Linked DNA regions of Mus musculus: region 1 is linked to region 2. A link is a contact called in public HiChIP or PLAC-seq data. All regions are on one chromosome and are shown on one strand. The core of a region is the stretch at or near the end of the contact, and the rest is flanking DNA. Distances in the headings are between cores, read along the strand shown.

Region 1 (5,492 bases), core at 2,667-5,166, 280 kb after region 2:
TTTTTCTAGCCCTTTATTCCAAGATAATATCCATCTTTATTGCTGAGGTATGTTTCTTGTATGCAGCAGAATGATGGATCCTGGTTTTGCACCCATTCTGTTAGTCTGTGTCTTTTGTTTTGTTTTGGTTTTTTGGTTTTTTGAGACAGGGTTTCTCTGTATAACCATGGCTGTCCTGGAACTCACTCTGTAGACCAGGCTGGCCTCGAACTCAGAAATCTGCCTGCCTCTGCCTCCCAAGTGCTGGGATTAAAGGCATGAGCCACCACTGCCCGGCAGCTTGTATCTTTTTATTGGGAGTATTGATTAAACCGATGTTGAGAGATATTAATGGCCAACGATTGTCAATTCCTGTTATCTTGATGTTGATGGTGTTTGTGTGTGTGTGTTTCCCTTGTTTTTGCTGGTATGAAGTTACTTATTTTCTGTGGTTTTTTGGATGTAGTTATTCTCCTTGGGTTGGAGTTTTCCTTCTAATATTTTCTGTAGGGCTTGATTTGTGGATAGGTATTGTTTGAATTTGGATTTGTCTTGAAATATCTTGTCTTCTCCATGTATGGTAATTGAGTGTTTTTCTGGGTATAGTAGTAGTCTAGGTTGGCATCTGTGCTGTTTTTAGAGATTATAAGATGTCTGTCCAGACCCTTCTAGCTTTTAGAGTCTCTGTTGAGAAGGTGAGTGTAATTCTGATAAGTCTATCTTTGTATGTCACCTGCCCTTTCCCCTTCCTGCTTTTATTATTCTTTCTTTGTTCTGTACATTTTATGTTTTGATTATTATGTGGCAGTGGATTTTCTTTTCTGGTATAGTCTAACTGGTGTTCTACAAGCTCCTTGTATGTTTAGATTTTGAGATAGAGCCTTGCTAAGTTGATCATGCAAGCCTTAAATACTCTGTAGGCAGACAGGTCTTGAAATGGAAACCCTGTTGCTTCAGTTTCCCAAGTAATTTGGATTACAGGTCTGTATGAAATCTGGCTTTTTGAGGGAGGGAAGAAAAGAAGAAAGGAGGGAGGGAGGGAGGGAGGGAGAGAGAGAGAGAGAGAGAGAGAGAGAGAGAGAGAGAGAGAGAGACTGAGACTCTGTGCATCTCCAGTTGACGTTGGACTTTACTACCACTGCATAGTTCAGGCTGGCATCAAACTCAAGGCAATCCTCTTGCCTCATCCTCCCAAAACCTGGGATTATAGTGCCAAACTGGCACTAGTTTAGACTTTCAAATAATAAAACCCTTGTGATGGTTTGTATATGCTTGTTCCAAAGAGTGGCACTATTAGGAGGTATGGCCTTGTTGGAGTAGGTGTGCCAATGTGTGTGTTGGCTTTAAGACCCTTATCCTATCTGCCTGGAAGTCAGTCTTCCACTAGCAGCCTTCAGATGAAGATGTAGAACTCTCAGCTCTGCCTACACCACGTCTGCTTAGGTGCTGCCATACTCCCACCTTGATGATAATGGACTGAGTCTCTGAACCTATAAGACAGCCCCAATTAAATGATGTGCTTTATAAGACTTGCCTTGGCCATGGAGTCTGTTCACAGCAGTAAAACCCTAACTAGGATTTCTTTATAGGAAATATGGAAATGGCATGCTGGTGAGGACAAAACAGAGGAAAAGGGAATAACCATAAGCAGAAAATGTAGCATTATGGACATTCAGAGAAGGAAGAGGGAACAAAGATGTGAAATAAATGTTCAGAAATTATCTCAGTTTCAAACTTCCCCAACACTCAAAGCCACAGCTGTGTGCATGCATTGAGTTCTTGGTAAAGAGAAGAGGTTAATATTTGCAGGAAGAAATCATTAGCTAACCCACAAATCATACTTTTATTTATTCTTCCACTATGAAGGATGCACATTTGTTGGCTTAAGTCAGATCTCTGGCCTTACACAGTCTCCCTGTGGAAAAAATAATATTGACCAAGCTTCTGATCCTGCCTGACATGAAATTGCTACACACTCAGAATCATGGAAATTTTTAGCTGGAAAGTACCTTTGGATGGAATTTAGAGGCACTAAAACCAGTTGTGACCTCCACATCAATTATCGTTTATAGGAAGTCCTGATAAGTGCCATGGCGATAGAAAGTTTAAACAGTTCTGCAGATCAGCTGTGCGAATGAGGTCCCAGTGAGCATGTGCAAGATGAGAGTCTGGCTACAGGATATCGCACAGCTGAGGACCATGAAAGGATTGTTGGCAGCACAGAGATCTCTCAGTCCTTTCTCAATACAGCCAAGTGCAGTGTACAAAAAGCAAGCAAGCAAACAAACAAACAAACAAACACTATATGCATTCTACAAACAGAATGTCCTACCTCAGTTCAGGGAAACAGATGTTTGCCATAGACCAGTAGAGCCTCAGGAGGGCGGGAAAATGCTGAGCAAAAGGATCCAGCCTAGAACTGACTCTGCTCTGAAGGGCTCTGTGGACGACCAGAATGTTCCTTCCTAAAATATGAAGGATTGTTGCACTGAAGATGCTAAAGAAAGATGCCAGACAGAAAGATGCTGTCTCACCTCCCTCTGTCCAAAAGCAAGACACAGAATTTTAGAAATAAAATCTGCCGTGCCTCCTATCCCTCCAGCATATATGCATTACCAAAGAGAACAAAGCTTAATGACCGGAGACACTGTGAAGTACCGTGTGCTAGCTCATGTCTGCAATCCCAGCATCTGCCAAATCTTCTCCAGAATACACATGGGGCCAGCCTGAGCTGCACGGGACCCTGTCTCAAAAACAAATGAACAGAATGAAGAAGAAGAAAAATACAGTTTGGAGAGGAATATGACCTTTATCTGACAGTTGTTTGCTTTCCCCTGTAACTTCTCATAGACACACAAAATCCTTTTCCTCTGAATCATTAAGTCTATTACAATGCACTTGTTTGTTGTTAAGGATGCTGAATAAACTGGAATTCAAAGTCATCTCTCTGAAAACAACTCATTCCATAGGTGTCCTCCGTGTATACATGAAGCAGACATGCAGGCAACACGCCTATAGCTCCAGAAACCGAGACAGGAGGATGGGTGTGGGTTCAAGGCTAGCCTGGGTTACCCAGTGAGAGTTGGTTCCAGACTAGCCAGTACTACATAGTCAGACCGTATCCCTGAAAGAAAAGAACAATAATCAATAGCTTCGGTCTGATCTCTTATTCTCTGAACTCTAAAAACACAAATCACAACAGCAGTGGTTTGAATATGCGCCTAGTTTTCATGTGTCAGAAACGTAGTGGTTTGAATGAGAATGGCCCACAGAGACTCATATATTTGAATGTTTAGTCCCCAGTTGGTGGAACTGTTTAGGAAGGATGGGTAGATGTAGCCTTATTGAAAGAAGTGTGTCACTGTGGTTGGGCTTGGGGTTTCAAACACCTACTGACATTCCCAATGCATTCTCTGCCTCCTACTTGTGGATTGAGAGACGTGAGCTTCAGCTGCCGCTCCAGCCACTTGCTGCCGTGCCTTTGCTTGTCCATCATAACTCTAACCCTCTAATTAAACTCTTTTTTTAATTTTTTTAAAAAATAAATTGCCAAGATAAATAAATAAATTAGCTAGCCTTGGCCTTGGTGTTTTGTCATAGCAACAGAAAAGTAACTAAGACAGTCGATGTACTTGGACATTTGATTCCCTGTAGTTATTGCTTGGGAGGAACCTTAAGGAGGTAGAGTGTTGCTAGAGGAAGTAGATCACTGGGGGCAAGCTTTGAGGTTTTCTAACCTGACGCCACTTCCTGTTCTTTCTGTTTCCTGAAATGTGATCTCTCTGGCTTTCTGATTTCTGGTTCCTGCGGTTCCTACTCCGGTGCCAGCCCCACCAAGGCGGCTTTCTGATTTCTGGTTCCTGCGGTTCCTACTCCGGTGCCAGCCCCACCAAGGCGGCTTGTACCCACTTAAGCAAAACCTTCCCTCCTCTAAGCTCAGGAACAGAAAGAAACCGATACAGTGCGTGGTGCAGCGGTGTGGAGCAGTGGGGATAACACACCCACTAACTGAGATCAGAAGATAGCGCAACTTACTCAAGGCTGAGGTAAATCAGCAGCTAACAGTGGCGAGGAGGATACAAAGCAAGGATAAAGATTCCTCAGTGTAGAGGGTCAAATTCCCCTGGACTGAACTGAAAGTAATCCTCCTGCCCCACCCCTCTGACTGCTGTGATTACTGGAGTGTGCGTCTGCACCCAGTTACTTTTTTTTTTTTTTTTTTTTTTTTAAGTTCCTGATACTTGGCATGCCTAAAGAGATCCACCCAACAGAACTGAACTAGACAAATCCAGACAAAGTAAGGGTAGTCTCACAGTTTAGCTCGCAGTTTTTAACTAATGACTCTGGACTTGTCCCTCTAACCTGCATCATTTCCTGAACCTCGATTTCATTTCCTGTGACCTGCTAGGCACCTTTAGTCAAATGTCCTACTGATACTCAAAACTCAGTACTGCTGCTTGGAAACACATCTGCCAGCGTTTCACCAGAAAGGCAAGGCAAGAAAGAGCACATACCTGCAGTCCTGGGCTGGGGAGACAGAGGTCTGAAAAATCACGGGCTTGAGACCAGCCTGGGCTCTATCAAGACGGTCATATGTATATGTAAATCTAGATGTATATGTATATCGTATATGTGTATCCTATATATATATATATATACTTGATCTCACGTCTAACCTTTACTAAACAGACTATATAAAAGCCTCTGTTTCCATGGTTATAAAATGTTGAGTGCTGTACATAACAGAAATACTGGAAGCTGGGCATGGTGGCGCATGCCTTTAATCTGAGCACTTGGGAGGCAGAGGCAGGTGGATTTCTGAGTTCGAGGCCAGCCTGGTCTACAGAATGAGTTCCAGGACAGCCAGGGCTACACAGAGAAACCCTGTCTCGAAAAAACAAACAAAGTACTAGGAAAATACTAGGAAAAGTAAGAAATGCAGTAGTATTGAATGCACAGCGTAGTATCCTTTTTTTTACAGTCCTTGCTTCGTGTTATTACCAAAAATGTAACATTTTTTTCTCATACCTTCCTTTTTCCTCCTCCCTTTTCCTTCCTTTCTTTCTGTCTGTCTTTTGCAATAGTATCATGAGGTCCAGGCTAGCCTCGACCTCCCTATATAGTTGAGGATGACCCTGAATTTCTGATTCCTTCCGCACCTCCTCCATGCTGGGATTTGAGCTGGACACCATGGCCCTCGGCAGCTCTTCTTTCTTGATCCTCAAATTCAACCAGTTGCTCAGTTGTGAGGGTCAAGACCCCACGCCCCCACCCACCCACCCCTGCATGCAGCATCCCCTGCCCTCAACTGCTTCTCCCTCTTGGTCCTGCCACAAAACAGAGGACAGTGGCTGATTATGACCTCCAGGTGCAAATACCTTGACTGCCACAAAGATAGTCTGTTCCCTGTCTCTCTCAGTTCCTCTCTCTTCCATTCCTGAGTTCTGAGAGCTCAGGATTCCTTCGGGTGGAACCATCTGGGTCCTATATCGTTCCAACCATTCCCCAGACAA
Region 2 (6,168 bases), core at 1,859-4,358:
GACGTATGTTTTGGCATTTAGCTGATGTTGATATAAGGGATTGGAATGAATTTAGACTCAGAAGCCAGAGAAGTTTCTACCAGTTTAATCCTTTCTTTGGGTGTCACTCTAAATACTGAAGGTAATCTCACATATTTTAGATAATGCAAAGATAAGGATAATTTAGATTCACCTATTTATCATCTGTCTGTCCTTCCGTCCATCCACCCACCTACCCATCCATCCATCCATCCTTTCAGGTTCTCAAGTATTCTAGATTGGCCTCAAGTTGGCATCTTCGGATGACCTTGAACTCCTGAACCTCCTGCTATAATCCTTCTAAGTGCCGGATTGACGGACATTTCTTACCACACCTGGTTTATATAGTGCTGGGCACCAAGCCCAGGGCTTTGTAAGCAACCACTCTACTGAGTGAGCTACAGTCCTAATTCCATCATTAGACTTTGAGATTCAGAAAATCTCTAACATACATCCATTTAGAACTTTATAACATATAGCAAAGATAAAATACTTCTTGGTGCTGGTTAAATCTTGCAAAGTTCCCCCAGCACCAAGCAATAAGTCTTACTCTAGCAAGAGCAATGGCTATTTAAACATTGTGAATAAAATATTACATAACCAGTTTAACTTATGCTCTACTCATAGAAAGACTCTGTTGTAAAGCAAACATGTCTTTGTTTCAGATAGGTTTTCCTGGGAGTATTTTATGAGAAAGGTGCTTTCTACAGGCTCAGGTAGCTGACCGCTCACGCCCCAGGTGATAGAGATAAATGTTTGGGGGGGGTGGGTGAGGGGGTTGGGGGGGTGGGAGGGTGGAGGGGTGGGAGGGTGGGGGGTGCCTTAGGAGGTTCGGCTTTGCTGCAGGAGGTCCATCACTGGAGGTGGCCCTCAGTTTAAAGCCTCTGCTTCTAGTTTGCTCTCTCTGCTTGATGCCTGTAGTTTAAGAAGGTGAGCTCCCAGCCCCCTGCTTCTGCTGCCATGCGTGCTGTTCGCTCTATCTGTCTGCCATGACAGGCGCCATCTCTCTGTTCTGAAAGGCAGATAGAATCTTCCTTCTGTAAGTTGCTTTTGGTGATGATATTCCATCACAGCAAAAGAAAAGTAACACATGCCATTAAATTCCAGGCTGACCTAAAACTCAGGACCCTTCTGTCTCCACTCCATACCACCACACCTGGATTCTCCATGATCTTCTGGTGTGGGTGATAGTTTTATGGATTTCTATTACATCTCTTCAAAAAAATCATTTTATGATTCTCCTTATCTGATTTGGAAGACCCCTCTCCCTGCAGACTTCTGTGCTATGATTCGAAGTGTGTGTTTTTCTGGAGTGCTATGCCTTGTCTTCCTGTAGGTTATGAGTTCACAGCTGCCTTGAAGCATCCCACTTCTCACATTCCACAGTTGTATAGCGCTGCCCTCTGCCCTGGATCTGGGGACCAATCCCATCATGTCCTTTCTTTCTGTTCATCCCAACCAAGGTCACTGCCGAACACTGGAGTCTGATCCTCACATGGCCTTATACATCTCCTTATCTCGTTATCCCAATAGCTTTCTTTCTTTTTAAAGACATTTTTCAAAAATGATGTATTTGTTTTGTTTGTAAGAATACTCCATAACTGTCTTCAGACACACTAAAAGAGGGCATCAGATCCCATTACAGATGGTTATGAGCCACCATATACTGGGAATCGAACTCAGGACCTCTGAAAGAGTAGTCAGTGCTTTTAACTGCTGAGCCATCTCTCCAGCTCCCAAGACTTTATTTTTAACGACATGTATGTCTGGGTGTGGGTATGTGTGTTCTGTTTTATAAAAAGATAAGAAGGAAGGAATATGTTTGGTGGAGGTGCAGTATAGTATGGGGGAAAGGGGTGCCTCTGCGGGCCCATGCTGAGGCATCCCTTCCCCCTGAGGGACCAACTACACGATGGTATAGTATAGAATAGAGTTTATTTAGGGCATGGGAAGGGAAGTTGAGGGGGTAGTAGAGACAAAGGCAGAGAGAGAGAGAGAGAAAGGAGGAGGAGGAGGAGGAGGAAGAGGAGGAGGAGGAGGAGGAGGAGGAGGAGGAGGAGAGGCCCGCCAGGAGCACGTGGGGGAGGATGGGGTAAGGGAGCAAGAGGAGAAGAGAAGAGAGCAAGAGAGTGAGGATAGGGCAAGCAGCCCCTTTTATAGTGAGTCCCGCACACCTGGCTGTTGCCAGGTAACTGTGGGGCTGAGCCTAGCCGAGATGTCGCTCAGCATCAGATCTCCATGCAGCTAGAGTTCTAAGACGTTTGGAATTGCTTGATGTGGATGCTAGGGAACCAAACTCGGGTCCTTTCCGAGAGCAGCAGTGTGCTTCCGGTCACTGCGTGGAGGGGCCTCAGCAGCTTCCTCACAGCAACGGACATTCCCAGACACTCTTGTGCTGATCTTTCCACAATGGAGACCTGGCTATCTCGGGGAACACTTAGTGGTGTGTGCGAGCTGGGGGGTGGAGGGGTGCATTTCTTCTTCTACACTCCTTAAATGATGGGTTTGTAAATAAGTGGGTATCTTCATTATGGCTTCCAGAATATTTCCCCTACTATGTTTTGCCCCCCCCCCCCCCCCGCCCAAGGTCAACTAGCTCCCAGTAGTAAGTAGTAGCTTTCTCTCACAACAATCCCTCATTCTGTAAAGATTTTTAGCTCCAGATTCATCTTCCCGATGGGCCATGCGTTCGTTCATGCTTTTTCTTCTTTAGGCTTGTTTGTTTGTTTATTTTTAATGTGCATTGGAGTTCTGCCTCCAAGGTGTCAGATCCCCTGAAACTGCAATTATAGACAGTTGTGAACCACCATGTAGGTACTGGGAATTGAACCCCTGACCTTTGGAAGAGCAGCCAGTGCTCTTAACCCTGAGCAAACCATCTCTCCAGCCCTCTTTTATGATTTTTTTCCAGTATCTGGCCTTGGAGTCTGTACTTTTCTCATTGATGTGATTAAAAAACTCAGCAAAAGCGACTTAAGGTTTTATCTGTTTTGCAATCTGAGGGTGCATCCTGTCACAGTGAGAAGGCATGGTATTAGGACTGGGATGCGGCTCCTGGACCGGTCTCCTTTTATCAGCCCGAGACTCAAGTCCAAAGGGTAGTGCCACGCATATTCAGGGTGGTTCTCCCTCCCTTAGTTAAGCCTCTCTGGAAACACAGGTAAGCCTCTCCTCAGAGACACAGGTGTGTCTTCTGGTTGATTACAAATCCAAATGTTTTCCTATTCCAATGACTTCCTACCCTACCGCATCTATTCCTTGTGTGTGTGTGTGTGTGTGTGTGTGTGTGTGTGTGTGTGTGTGCGCGCGCGCGCGCATGTGATTGAAGGTTGAACCAAGGGCCTTCCTTGCACATGCTAGGGAAGAACTAGGCTCTATCCCCAGGCCCTCATAGTCAGTTTTTAGCCCCCAATCATTACTAATACCGCAGCTTTCCTGTCACCTCAATTTCAAGGGCTTCCTGTTATTAGTACAATGACTACGGTATAGAACTGGCTCACTCTGAGCACTCGCTGGTTAGATCATCTCAGGCAAATAGGTTACATTCCTTCAATCCCGTTTGCTCTATTCAGAGGCTGTTGTGCCAGTTAGCTGAGGTCAGACATTAGCAAAGAGAGACAGCAGGAGAGGAGCTGGAACAATGAACAGATTAAGGACATTGAAATTAAGCTTCAAAGAAAGAGGGAAAGCCAGAGCCGGGAGGACAATAGTCCCTTCTGGAGGACAGGGTTGGGACCCTGGCTGAAGGACAGTGAATAGATTGTAAGCGGGACTCCTGTTGGGTTGGTAAGGAGGGGACTAGAGAGATAAAGGAGGCCCTAGGATCCACAGAGAAGATAATGTTCCAGAGCACACAGTAGGGGCTGAGTAAATATTTATTGAGAAAGTAGGTGGATTCTGCAGAGGCAGGCAGGTTGTGCTATTTTCTCAGCCTGTTTTGGATAGAGCCCTGCGAGCGGTGGCCTGTTTTCCACAGGTGTTGGGGGAAGGGCAGGCTCTGTTCTGCTGGCTATTGAGTAAACAAAACAAAACAAAACACCGCAGGAGCTGGGAGTGATAGTGCTTGTCTGTAGCCAACACTCAGGAAGTAAAGGGAGACAACAGGAGTTCAGGGTCAGCTTCAGCTTGAGGCCAGCCTGGCCTACATTCCAGCCTCCACCCCAAGTCAAGCAAACTGAGTTGGACTTGGACTCAGTAGGTGTTACACACACACACACACACACACACACACACACACACACACACATACACTGTGTATATGTGTATATATGAAGACATGCAGTGGGAAAGGCAGGAATTTGATCAAGATCTATTGTGCATGTGTAAAATTGACAAAGAAAAAAATAAATAAAAATACTGAAAAGAAAGAAAAAAGGAAGGGGGCTGGGTGAAGGATGATGGGGTATGTGTGGGGAGAATAAAGGAAAATGAAAATTTTACTTTATTATAGGGCTACACATTTTATGTTTGATGTTTCCTTTGGGGAAAAAAATCAATCTTATTGTGTAGCTTTGGTTGGCCCAGTATCAATATATAGATAGCCCAGGCTGGTCTGCTATTCAATGTATAGATAGTCTAGGCTGGCCTGGTGGTATTCAGTGTATAGATAGCCTAGGCTGGCCTGGTATTCAGGGTATAAATAGCCTAGGCTGGCCTGGTATTCAGTGTATAGATAGCCCAGGTTAGCCTCAGGTTTGCAGGCTCTTCGTCAGCGTCCCAAGAGCTAGGTTTACCAGTGTGCACACTTGGCTGGGTTAGACATCGTAATACACGAACATTTCATTCTTCATGACAGTCTTCCCAGGCCAACACTAATCACTGTTCTTCTTCTTTGTTTTAATTTTTCTTTATTCTTGAGAAATTCATACACATATACAATGAGACATGATCATATCAACCTGCCCCCCCCATTTCTCCACCCCAACTTCCTTCACATTTCACTCCAACAGAGTCCCTTCCAACTTTCTGACATATATATAGGATAGATGTCACACCTCACACACACACACACACACACACACACACACACACACACACACACGAACTCAGTGCTGCCCACGTGGGTATGGTTACGGGGCCATTCACAGGAGCATGAGCAACTTGCCAGTGGCCACACATACAAATCAATCAATCAATCAATCAATCAGCCTCTCTCCTCATCAGTGAACAACTGCCCACAGCTCCTCAGTAAGGGGCAGCGTCTGGAGACTCCCCAGTCTATGCTGCCATTTTGGCAGGGCTGACCTCACGCTGGCCTCTGTGGGTTTGAGAGCCCTGTAGTCATGTCAAGTCCAGAAGACAGGATTTCAGAACACTCCCTTTATCGTCTGCTCTCTCATTCTTTCTGCCCCCTCCTCTGAAACTTGGTGGTAGTGTTGGGGGTGGAGTGGGGTGATGTGTTAAGAAAGATGTCCTATTCCGGGCCGAGCACTCAGTGTATCCTCCGCTCACACGGGCTAAGTCATTTCAGCATTGACTGCTGCCTGCTGCCAAATGAAGTGCCTCTGACCAATGGCGAGCGCAGCCCAGGTCCTAGGTCTGATCCAGTCCCCTTGCCCAGGTCAGCAGCTTCTAGTCATGGGCTCCTGTGGGCCTTCACTGCTGTTAAGGTCCAAAGAAAGCGTGCTATGTAGGAAGACTTGGAGCTCGGAGTGTGTTTAGAGTCCAGGGCCTTGCGTTTCCTCTTCTTTTGTTGAAGTACTTTACTAGATGTAAACTCACTGAGGTTAGGCCCTGTGTACGCAGCAGCACGCACGCACGCGCATATGCAGATGGCTATAGACTGGCTGGCAGCGAGCCCTGGGGATTGCCCTTTCCCCTCCCAGGTGTCGGGATTATGAGTACACACCGGCACACCTTTCTTTTTATATGGATGCTGAGGACTCAAGTCCTCACCCTTACCCAGCATGCACTCCCCAGACTGATCCAGGTCCTTGGCCCTAGGGCACTGCCTTATCTTTTCAACTTTTATCCTTCCCTTCCACCAAGAAAAACGCTTAGTCAAGGTCTGTGTGGTTGGACTGAGTTTGCCCGAGCTAGCTGCTGATCACTCTTGTCCCACCTCAACCTACCCCACCAGGCCCCACGTTTTTCAGGCATTTTCAGGTCTATCTCAAAGATTCGCCCTTTCTTCTATCCCCTCCTACAGAG

Evidence for each region. HiChIP or PLAC-seq counts read pairs in DNA pulled down with a chosen protein or histone mark.
Region 1: a contact with region 2 is called in an H3K27ac HiChIP or PLAC-seq map of embryonic stem cells, with 5 read pairs. The contact joins two enhancer-like sites. A contact is called at or near these places in 1 of 15 datasets of contacts at CTCF or cohesin (the NIH/3T3 cell line), 2 of 484 Hi-C or Micro-C datasets (bone marrow-derived macrophages and embryonic stem cells), 9 of 115 datasets of contacts at active chromatin or transcription factors (bone marrow-derived macrophages, embryonic basal ganglia, embryonic forebrain and 3 more) and 1 of 9 other capture datasets (embryonic stem cells).

Annotation. Positions count from the first base shown.
Region 1 is chr10:95,876,410-95,881,901 of GRCm38.p6, forward strand. All of the region lies in intron 3 of Gm33377 (a long non-coding RNA gene), which reads left to right. Among named protein-coding and RNA genes, the nearest start is that of Gm24433, 19 kb to the right of the region's middle. Within about 2 kb of position 3,917, at least 88 of the 459 cell types and tissues checked have an H3K27ac peak or open chromatin away from gene starts, as enhancers often do. A contact at or near this core is called in embryonic stem cells, where this site is marked.
Region 2 is chr10:95,592,408-95,598,575 of GRCm38.p6, forward strand. No RefSeq gene overlaps it. Among named protein-coding and RNA genes, the nearest start is that of Nudt4, 31 kb to the left of the region's middle. Within about 2 kb of position 3,109, at least 40 of the 459 cell types and tissues checked have an H3K27ac peak or open chromatin away from gene starts, as enhancers often do. A contact at or near this core is called in embryonic stem cells, where this site is marked.